3 separate regions of the Mus musculus genome follow, and regions 1 and 2 are each linked to region 3. Evidence: chromatin contacts called from public Hi-C and capture Hi-C data. All regions are on one chromosome and are shown on one strand. Each heading gives the region's core, a stretch centred on a gene start, on an enhancer-like site or on the middle of the called end of the contact. The rest is flanking DNA. Distances are from core to core; before and after follow the strand shown.

Region 1 (3,268 bases), core at 706-3,205, 720 kb after region 3:
GAAGACTGGAGGATCAGAAGTTCAAGGCCATCCTTGGTTACTTAGTGAGCCGGAAGCAAGTTGGAGCTACACAAGACCCTATCTTTTTAAAAAGGTGTGGTGGCACATGCCTTTACTTCCAGTACTCTGAGAAGCAGGGGCAGATGTATCTCCATGATTTTGAGTCCAACCAGATCTACATAGCAAGTTCAAGGCTGATTTAACTACATAGTGAAACCCTGTCTCAAAAACAAACAAAAGAATCCAGTTTAAAAAAAATCTAAAAATGTTTGAATAGAGATACTTAAGTACCTAAGAAGATATATGAAGACGAATAGAAAATAAACATACAACAACAACAACAACAACAACACAAAGATACCCAATGTTTTTATTTGGTAGATAAATAAATGCAAACAACCTCAAGGAAGTCCCTCCACTATATACAAAATATTTAAAATTAAAAACAGTGATCATATTAAGTGATGGTGAAGCTATGGAACAACCAGTTATTACTTTTTAATTTTTATTAGGTTTTAAAGATTTATTTTTATTTAATATGTATCAGAGTTTTGCCTGCATTTATGTCTGTGCAACACTTGTGCCTGAGGCAGTCAGAGAGGCTGTTGGATTCCCTGGAACTGGAGTAGACCTTTGTGAGCTGCCAAATGGGTGGGTTCTGGGAACAAAACCTAGGACCTCTGGAAGACCAGACATTACTTTTAACTACTGAGGCATTTCTTCAGCCTTGCAACTAGAATATATAAACTTTGATGGTGGTAATATAAATTAGAGTAGCTTCTTTGTTAAATAGTCTGGCAACTTCTTGTACACTCTTCTACCATTTAACCATCCACTAGGGGACATTAGCCCAAAAGAAATGAAAGGGTATGTCCACGGAAAGAATTGAAGGCCATAACAGCTTTATTTGAGAGAAGTCTAAAGTCAAAACAACCCTTCTACCCAGAAATGTAGAAAACCTGTTAGGCATCCACAGTGGACTAGTACCTGGGAAGTTACAAGCTGTTGATATATAGAAGAAAACAGGTGGAATTATCTTAAGATACCCATGCCATTTGAAAGAAGGCAAATAAAATGGTCTTTATGTGTGATTCTGTCAACAGTTTTAGAAAAAAAAAAAAAAAGAATTAACGTTCAGTTACAAGAAACAGAAAGGTACATAAGGAGGGCCAGTTAATGTAAACAACATGAAGAAACTTTTGAGGTTGATGGAAATGTTTTATTATGGGGATGACTTCAGTGATGTATAAAAATATTAAAATACTTTACACTTTAATATCTGTAGTCTATGCAAATTATACTTTAAGCTTTAGAAATTAAATGGAGGGCTCCTTGGTAGTGATCTTTCGTGAGGCCTTGGTTTTAATTCATTCCTTTGCAAAACAAAAGAACTAGATAGAGATGGTTTTTAGCTGTGCAATGTTTCCTCCAAGTGTAATAACTTGCCTATAACCCTATCCCATCCCAGTCCCCACCGATCCCTGCTGTCCCCTGCAATGTTTGATGTGGATGCGAAGTTTGGGGAGAAATATGTGTAAAGCTATTGATCTATAAAATGATATTGTCACTTATTACGGTATTCTTTTCTTTGGGAAAAGAATATCCAGTTTGTCCCAATTTTGGCTTTTAAAAAAAAAAAAGTTTAAATCTCGAGGTACAAATTAGGAAGACCCACGCAACTTCATGTCACGGTCTTACATCACTGGCGGGGTGTGGGGCGCCCTCCTATAAACTGACTGCACACAGGGCCAGGCTGCTGCTTTCGGGAGCAGAGCGGAGCGCGTGCGTGGACCGTGGGCGGCCTGGCTGCGCTCGAGGCCTTGAGGCCGGCCACCCACGTGACCAGGGCTGCGCTCCCTCCGCTATAGCGCAGCAGCACCTCGCGCATGCGCAGGCGCAGTGCGTGCCCTGAGGCGTGGAAGCTCGGCGGTAAGCGGCGCCAAGGGCTGGCCTGAGGGCTGGAGGGCTGAGGGTGGAGCGCCTGGTATGTGGGGCCAGCGGCTCTTTGCTGGGACGGCTGTGGCGCAAAGTGTAAGGTCAGTGGTAGTCTTTGGTGGCGAGGGCGACAGGGGCCGCTCCCAGGGTGTTCTTGTCCACGCTGCTGGCGTTTTAGGTCTGGGCTGAGGCCTACTTCCGGCGAGCTCGAAGGCGCCGCAGCTTCTCGGTGAGCTGCCCGCAGACCCACTGTGTGGACAAATCTTGGTGAGCTGCCCGCAGACCCACTGTGTGGACAAATCTCGGTGAGCTGCCCGCAGACCCACTGTGTGGACGACTTTCTTCCCCTCTGGCGACGTCTGTGGTTTTAGCCTTCCAGGCCCCCCAGAAAGCCAGCATCTTTACCTCACCTTGGCCCATTTCAAGGCGAGATTTGAATTCGCCGTCGTGCCCTCCACCTCTGCTTAAAGTCACTACAGTTCCTTGGCAAGTCTTTTAACAACGATTTAAAATAAGGCTAGAAAACCAGTTTCTTAAAACAAGTGGCAGGATTTCCAAAGTAAACTTTTAATTTTTTCTGTGCCCGTGACAGTGGTAACACATGTCTTAATCCTACTCCATTCGGGAGGCAGAGGCAGGCAGATCTTTGAGTTTGAGGCCAGCCTGGTCTACAGAGAGAGTTCAGGACAGCTACTGAGAAACCTGTCTTCAAAAAACCGAAAACAACCAAGAACCAACCAACCAACCAAGCAAACAATAGTGTTTTCCAGAGAAATATTCTTTCTCACTAAAAGACTCCATTTTTTAAAAAAAATTTTTTTCCATTTTTTATTAGGTATTTAGCTCGTTTACATTTCCAATGCTATCCCAAAAGTCCCCCATACCCACCCACCCCCACTCCCCTACCCACCCACTCCCCCTTTTTGGTCCTGGCGTTCCCCTGTACTGGGGCATATAAAGTTTGCAAGTCCAATGGGCCTCTCTTTGCAGTGATGGCCGACTAGGCCATCTTTTGATACATATGCAGCTAGAGACAAGAGCTCCGGGGTACTGCTTAGTTCATATTGTTGTTTCCATTTTTTTTTTTTAAAACAGCTTCTCCACAGCTGAATTTTAAAACTACTTTTTAAAGGATCCCAGATTTGAAGATGATTCAGTGATGTTATTTGAAAAAAAATTAAGCTAGACAAAATTTGCAAGTTTTAAATTCCTATAAATAAGCTCCATTATTTGCTGTGATGAGTTAATTACTCTTTTCATAGTTGAGAGCATTTGAAACCTTGATGTAGATTAGATGTTCTTGGATGATCTAAAAGCTCTCAAAAAATGAGTC
Region 2 (3,225 bases), core at 26-2,525, 720 kb before region 3:
TGCAAGGGCCCAGCTCTGAACAGGACAGGACCTGCACTGTCTCAGGGCCTTTCCCTTGTGCCTGCCAAGTGGTGGAAGTTCCTTCACTTTCCAGCTGAGTTGGTACTTTAGGGGCCCTTCAAAAGCACAAGCTCCAGACCAGGAATTTGAGGTGATAGTGTCATGCCTCAAAGTCATGAGAGCGGGTGCTTCATGTGCCTCTTTGTCACAGCACCTTGGGGACAGCCTTGTGGAGCTTCTGGAGCTGGGTGATGGATTCCAATTCTGATAGTTTGCTCTCTTGTTTGGCACTCAGACACCAGAGCACATGAAGGCTCCCAGGTGCCTTCATCCCTGGCTGTGCTATTGCTAAAGTCCTGCAGACTCTGTAGCCACTCAGAAGTCCTGCACAGACGAGGCAGAGGGTGACACTGCCGTCATTCCCAGGGTAGGGGTATGACTGGCAAGACTGTGGCATGCAGCCATGGTTCTGGACGTTACTTGCCTGCACACCCAACCGTTGTTTAGGCCCTGCAAGCAAGACAGCAGTTGTCAGTAAGCGCTCAGACTGAACGTGGACAGTATAGCTGCCCCAAACTTAATCCTCCGCTGCAAGCACTCATGTTGCTGTTCTGGGGGTTCCTAGGCCTCTCTTCTAATGCTTTAGATGTTCTCTGGAAAACAAGTATTCATATTTGAAGCACAAATCCAAGTGCTGGGGTGGGGGAAGAGGCGCTGTATAATCCTGGCTCGCCTTGGGCTTGCAGTGAATTTTTTTCCCCTACCTCTATCTACCTACTAGGATTTCCTTGCTTGTGCCATTATGCACAACTGGGCTTACTGCATTTAACCTGAAATTCAATAGGACAGGTTAAAGAGTATTTTGAGTTAAGAATGAACAAAGGCTGCATGGTTGCCTGAGCTCAAAGACGTTGGATCCCAGATTCTGATGACTTATTTTGTAAAACAAAGATATGGTTGGGTTGGTTACAAGGCCCTAAGAACCATGGAGGTGGAAATATTAACTTAATCGGTGCTCTATAAATACACTGGAAAATGTAGCTGCGTGTTTGTGGCCTAGTTTGTTCTGGGGAGTCTCAACATGTGACCCTAGTGGTTGGCGTGGCTCTACAGCTCAAAGGTGAACGGAGCTCAACACCTAGTGCTCACACCTGCGGGGCTGAGACGAAACGCTAGCGAACGCTATGCAGCTTGTGCTCCCAGCTAGCCAATAGAGTCTGGCTTCTCTACCGTCAGGGGCGGAACCTCCAGGGCTAGCCAATGGGGAGCCGCCTTGTGGAGGGTGTGGCCTGCGTTTCTGCCGCGGGAGCAGCGAGGACGTCTAGGTCTCAAACTGCCAACTGCGTCCAAGACGACCATCCTGATTCTGTATCGTGAGGCCAGGAAGGGCCGCCTGTAGGGGACACAGCGGCTACAACAAGACGAAGCAGAATCGCGCGCAGCCATGACTGAGGCGGCCGCTGCACCGGTAAGGGTGGCCCTTACCGATCATGTGGGGGATGTGAAGCGGTTCCTGAATTCGCCGGGAGGACATCTTACCACCTCCTAAAATTGGGTAGAGCTCAGCCAGGTAGTCAGGGAGGAGGACTAGGAGGTCTGTTGCCACATGATTAAGTCCTTGTCTCCTTTGCCACGGGTTTGATCATTTGTAATATACGGCCGTTGAGCTTCACCAGGAAATATCTGGGCCCGGTGCACCGGCTGCGGTCGTTTTTACTCCACGACTCCTTTTTTCCAGGACCTCTTTGCTCCATCTCGCAAGTATTAGCCATCTCCGATCAAATCCCGAGCTAAGGCCCCCTCCAGTTAGCCCTCTTGGTCCTGGGACCTAGAATCTAGCTCCTGCCTAGGAGGGAGGGTTCCACGGCCTTTCGGGCCTGAATTCGATTCTATTAAGAGTAGATACATACTTCCTCGCTTGTTGTTTTTTGATGAACACCGGGAAGACTTTCCTACTGCAACTAGTTAGGGAATCAGTGTTATAGAAAACGTTGGGTAGGCGTGTTTTAGGTTCAGGTGAGTGAACTACTGAGATGAGATTTACAGTCCCTGAAGGTAGGAGGCATCTCCTGCTAGCAATAGCTTTGCAGTGACTTCAAAGACATTTCTTGGTGTTAGATTTGTGGCAAAGGATCCCAGAGAGACGAAGATATTTGACCTTTATGTGTGAAGACTGCCTCCTCCCAACCACATTTTGTTGTATGGGTCAGTGGTCACAGACCTCAGGATGGAGTGAGGAAGAGAGAAGTTTCTAGTGACAAGTATCTTACTGTGTGGGACACTTTGCTGTGTCTTTTTTATGGAAGATATCTTGGGGGAAGTTTAATGTCACAAAATTGTATTCGTTACAGTCTTTGGTTTAGAACATATAACACATTCTGACCAATAGTCAGGAACCTTCATGTTTATTGGTAATACAATATATAATAAATGTCATACACCCTGAGTGCTTTTTCTGTTTGACCACCTTAGAGATAGAGGGAAGTTCCAGGATTTATCTGTAGTCCCCACAGCTCCGCATTTTATTTACAGTTATGCATGGTGACATTACCCCCCTTCTTTTGACTAAGATGCTGGCTTTCAGCTTTCTCTGCCACTGCCTACTGGCATCTAAGATCTAGCTTCCAGTAAAGTGACTGTTCAGGGCACTGTAGTGACTGTTCGGGGCTGTTTGTTGAGGTGTCTCAGTCACAGAGACCTAGTGTCCAACTTGAAACAAGCTGAGGTTACCTGAGAGGAATGAATCTCAATTGAGAAAATGCTTCCATAAGATCTAGCTGTATGGCAAGCTCGTAGGGCATTCTCTTAATTAGTATTTGGTGTGAGAGAACCCAGTTCATTGTGGGTGACCCACACCTTGGCTGGTGGTCCTGGGGTAAGAAAGCAAACTGAGAAAGCCATGAGGATCAAGCCAGTAAGCAGCACTCCTCCATGGCCTCTGTATCAGCAACTGCCTCCAGGTTCCTGGCCTGTTAGGTTCCTGCTCTGACTTCCTTTAGTGATACATAGTGATCTGTGTCGTGTAAGTGTGAATATAAACCCTTTCCTCCCCAAGTTGTTTTTGGTCATAGTGATTCATCAAAGCAATAGAAACTCTAAGGCACCTAGTAGCGGGTTAGGAATTCTTGCAGTGCTAGTTGAGTCTCTGGGCCCTTAAGAGACCACCAAAGAAGGAAAAGCTGGTCTCATTTTAGGGGAAGCTGCTCTAAGAGGTAGTGAAGGTGC
Region 3 (3,315 bases), core at 278-2,777:
GAGGCAGAGGCAGGCGGATTTCTGAGTTTGAGGCCAGCCTGGTCTACAAAGTGTTCCAGGACAGCCAGGGCTATACAGAGAAACCCTGTCTCAAAAAACCAAAAAAAAAAAAAAAAAAAAAAAAAAAAAGAACAAGGGAGGAAACACCTAATTTGCATATGCAGACTTGACTGAAGTCAGGCAAATGTTAAGCCAGTTCTCTGGCAGGGAATCAGAAGCTTAACTGATTCTTAACTTAAAAAGTTGAGTAGGCCCATGCCTGATTTGGGTAGGGAGCAGCCACCCTCCTGCCCAGCTCTCTGAGAGAAGTCCAGGGTATGGGCAATGCTCTACCTACCATCTCTTGTCTGCCTTGGGAACCAACAATCTTGAGACAACTCCAACTGTTGAGGTATCTAGCTTCAAGGACTGAGTAATTACCAGGTTCTCAGCTTTCAGTTCAAGGTCATCCTCCACACACTGTGAGTTCAACTGTAGGTTGGGCTACCTGAGACTGTAATTGTTAGCATTCTGTCTAAACTCCACCCCACAATTCCCTGACAACAGCCAGGTAGGCCTCACCCACTATAAAAGGGGCTGCTTGCCCCCTTCTCCCGCTCTTGCTCTTCTCTTCTTGCTATCTGCTCCCTTGTCCCTTCCCCATTCCATCCCCTCGCCCCTGCCCCGCTCTCTCCACATGCCCATGGCTGGCCTTTACTTCTGTACTCTCTAACCCCTCTGCGTTTCTCTGCTTCTTCTACCCTCTTGACTTCCCTCCCCATGCCCTGAATAAACTCTATTCTATATTATACCGTCGTGTGGCTGGTCCCTCAGGAACAAGTGATGCCTTGGAATGGGACTGCTGGGACAACTCCTCCCATACCTCACTACACCTTCCATAGAGCATATCCCTCCTTCTCTCGTTATCTTTTTATAAACACATCAGTAATCTAAAAAAAAAAAAAAAAAAAAAAAACCAAACAATAATAATAAAAAAATATTTAGAAACGTTTGGCATTATAATAGACATACAGAGAAAAGGCTTCAACTTGACAGAGCTGAAGCACCTATTAAATTACAAGAAAATATTTCTGTTTCTTTAAAAGCAAATGGTTTCTTCATTGGCTCCTGTTGTAAGCCGGCCCGCGGCCTACATGAACGGGGTGCACCTGGGAGGCAGGCTGGGGCTGAAAGAGACTTAGACTGTGAGAAAAGATAATGAAGCCAAGACAAAAATTTCTCTGATCAGGCCCGCGAGTTGAGTTTACTAAGAGAGTGTGCTTATAAGGGGGAAGGCCCATCCCCACTGCCAGTTCATTCTCCGTGCCTGGAGCCATTCTGTCAGCACGCGGTCGCCAGGAATGTCTCAGGAAGACAGGTTCAGCCTCTGAGCAGGTAGCAGAAGAGCAGGGCAGTTGTCTCTTCAAAAGGAGCCAGCCTAGTCAGAAAGTTGCACCGCAGGTGGCCCCACCTCCGAGGCAACAAGGTCTGTACCCGCCCGCTTCAGGCTGGGGGGGGGGGGGGGGGAAGCTACAATTGGCTCCACCCATAGAACTTCCTGTCAGGGAATGAGGGAAGTTTTACTTCATAGTTCAGTAGAAAACTTGAACCAGGTCAAATTGGTTCCTTGGAGAGATCCTGAACTCTCATTAACTGTTGCAGAAGAAGGTGAGTCTGGCTGGAAGAGACCTGGAGCGAGGGAGCTGTGAGAGGGAGGGCGAATGGAGCATCTATGGGGGTGGAAGTATTGTGTCTGCACAGGGAGGAAGCTGCTGGGGGGAGGGGTGGAGGCTAAGAGATATAAGGAGATGAACTGATGCGTTGCAGTGTGTCTGTGGGGAAGGTCACAGAGGGCCTGGTGCCCTTTATAGAAAGTTCTGTGTCCCCCAAGGCAGGTTCGTTAGAGTTGGGAGAGAACTCAGATCATGTTTAATTCATTTTTTCTTACCTCAATGTGCTGACTCCTCTTAATTGTACAACAGACAGATTTGCATGTGTGGCTGTGTGACCCTTGGCTTGACGGAGGGCTGCTGAAGCCACAGTGTAGTCTAGGGGCTCCGAGTCTTGTTTTGCATCTTGTCTGTTGCTTTCTCTTTATTATGTCTCTGTAGTACACTCTGAGGTGAAGTGGTGACACTTCTGCCAGTTCTTTTGTTATGCAGGATTGTTTTAACTGTCTTGGGGGTTTTGTTTCATGTTTATTAACATGATAAGTGAGCATATTTCTGGCTTCAGTGTGATATTTAACTGTAATAATTAACATATTAACTGTGTACCAGTCAAAGCAGGGGAGATGAACAATTCCTCTCTCTCCCTCTCTCTCTCTCTCCCTCCCTCCCTTCCTCCCCCCTCCCCCCTCCCCCTCCCCCTCTCTCTTTGGTCTGAGATAGGGGTTCTCTGTATAGCCTTGCCTGTCCTGAAACTCACTCTATAGACCAGGCTGGCCTTGAACTCACTGAGATCCTACCTGCCCCTGCCTTCCTTACACTTTCTTTATGTTTGAGTCCTTGAATGCCTCTCCTAGGTCGTCATAAAATATATAGTAAGCTGTTGACCTCTATAGTCATCCTGGGCTTTCAGGTATTTGGCACAGTAACGATTTGGGCGCACTCATTTCCCAGACCTGGCATTGGGCATGAGCCAGGAACATCTGTTCCAATATTGGCATGAAGGCGGTAGCAGGACTAGAGACAGCCTGTCCATGCCATCAGGAACAGCCTAAATGATATCCAGATCATCAGCCTTTTAAAACTATAGAACACTGCAAAATTTCAGGAGAAAAGGAAAAAAAGAAAGGATCGGGAGTGCTTTCCATTTGTCTAATAGGTAATTTTCCTCTCTTCTCCTTCCTTAAGATCTGTGCATTCAGATCTTTAGAGTCAGCTTGCCTTGACATGGCTGGCCAGGGAGACACTGAAGTGAGGATCATTCTGGTAGGGAAGACTGGAAATGGGAAGAGTGCTACAGCCAACACCATCCTCGGGAGACGTCAATTTGATTCTAAGATTTGTGCCAATGCTGTTACCAAGACCTGCCAGAGAGCATACAGGGAGTGGAAGGGGAAAAACCTTGTTGTAGTCGACACTCCTGGGCTCTTTGACACCAAGGAGACCATGAAAACCACATGTTTCGAGATCAGCCGCTGCGTTCTCTACTCCTGCCCTGGGCCTCACGCCATTATTCTGGTTTTGCGACTGGACCGTTACACTGAAGAAGAGCAGAAAACGGTCGCTCTGATCAAGGGTCTTTTTGGGGAGGCAGCCCTGAAGTACATGATCATCTTGTTTACTCACAAAGAAGACCTTGAGGATCAGAGCCTTGATAATTTTGTAAGTG

What was found. Hi-C and Micro-C count contacts between places; a contact is called where the count stands out from the background. Capture Hi-C pulls out chosen DNA fragments and counts their contacts.
Region 1: a contact with region 3 is called in a capture Hi-C map of embryonic stem cells, with 2.3 times the contacts expected there. The contact joins the promoter of Stk31 here to the promoter of Gimap9 in region 3. A contact is called at or near these places in 2 of 39 promoter capture datasets (the 3T3-L1 cell line and hippocampal neurons), 1 of 115 datasets of contacts at active chromatin or transcription factors (embryonic stem cells) and 1 of 9 other capture datasets (embryonic stem cells).
Region 2: a contact with region 3 is called in a Hi-C map of B cells, with 5 read pairs. The contact joins the promoter of Zfp956 here to the promoter of Gimap9 in region 3. A contact is called at or near these places in 1 of 484 Hi-C or Micro-C datasets (B cells) and 2 of 115 datasets of contacts at active chromatin or transcription factors (memory CD8 T cells and pro-B cells).

The regions. Positions count from the first base shown.
Region 1 is chr6:49,393,649-49,396,916 of GRCm38.p6, forward strand. Stk31 (serine threonine kinase 31) reads left to right here and starts at 1,956. Exons shown (of 24, transcript NM_029916.2): 1 at 1,956-2,036. The coding sequence starts at 1,987.
Region 2 is chr6:47,952,115-47,955,339 of GRCm38.p6, forward strand. Zfp956 (zinc finger protein 956) reads left to right here and starts at 1,276. Exons shown (of 5, transcript NM_178898.4): 1 at 1,276-1,468. The coding sequence starts at 1,445. It overlaps Zfp783 (zinc finger protein 783), which reads left to right. Exons shown (of 6, transcript NR_027963.1): 6 at 1-2,435.
Region 3 is chr6:48,674,608-48,677,922 of GRCm38.p6, forward strand. Gimap9 (GTPase, IMAP family member 9) reads left to right here and starts at 1,528. Exons shown (of 2, transcript NM_174960.2): 1 at 1,528-1,647; 2 at 2,835-3,315. The coding sequence starts at 2,874. It overlaps Gm46958 (a long non-coding RNA gene), which reads right to left and starts at 2,202. Exons shown (of 2, transcript XR_001785233.2): 1 at 1,928-2,202; 2 at 1,225-1,417.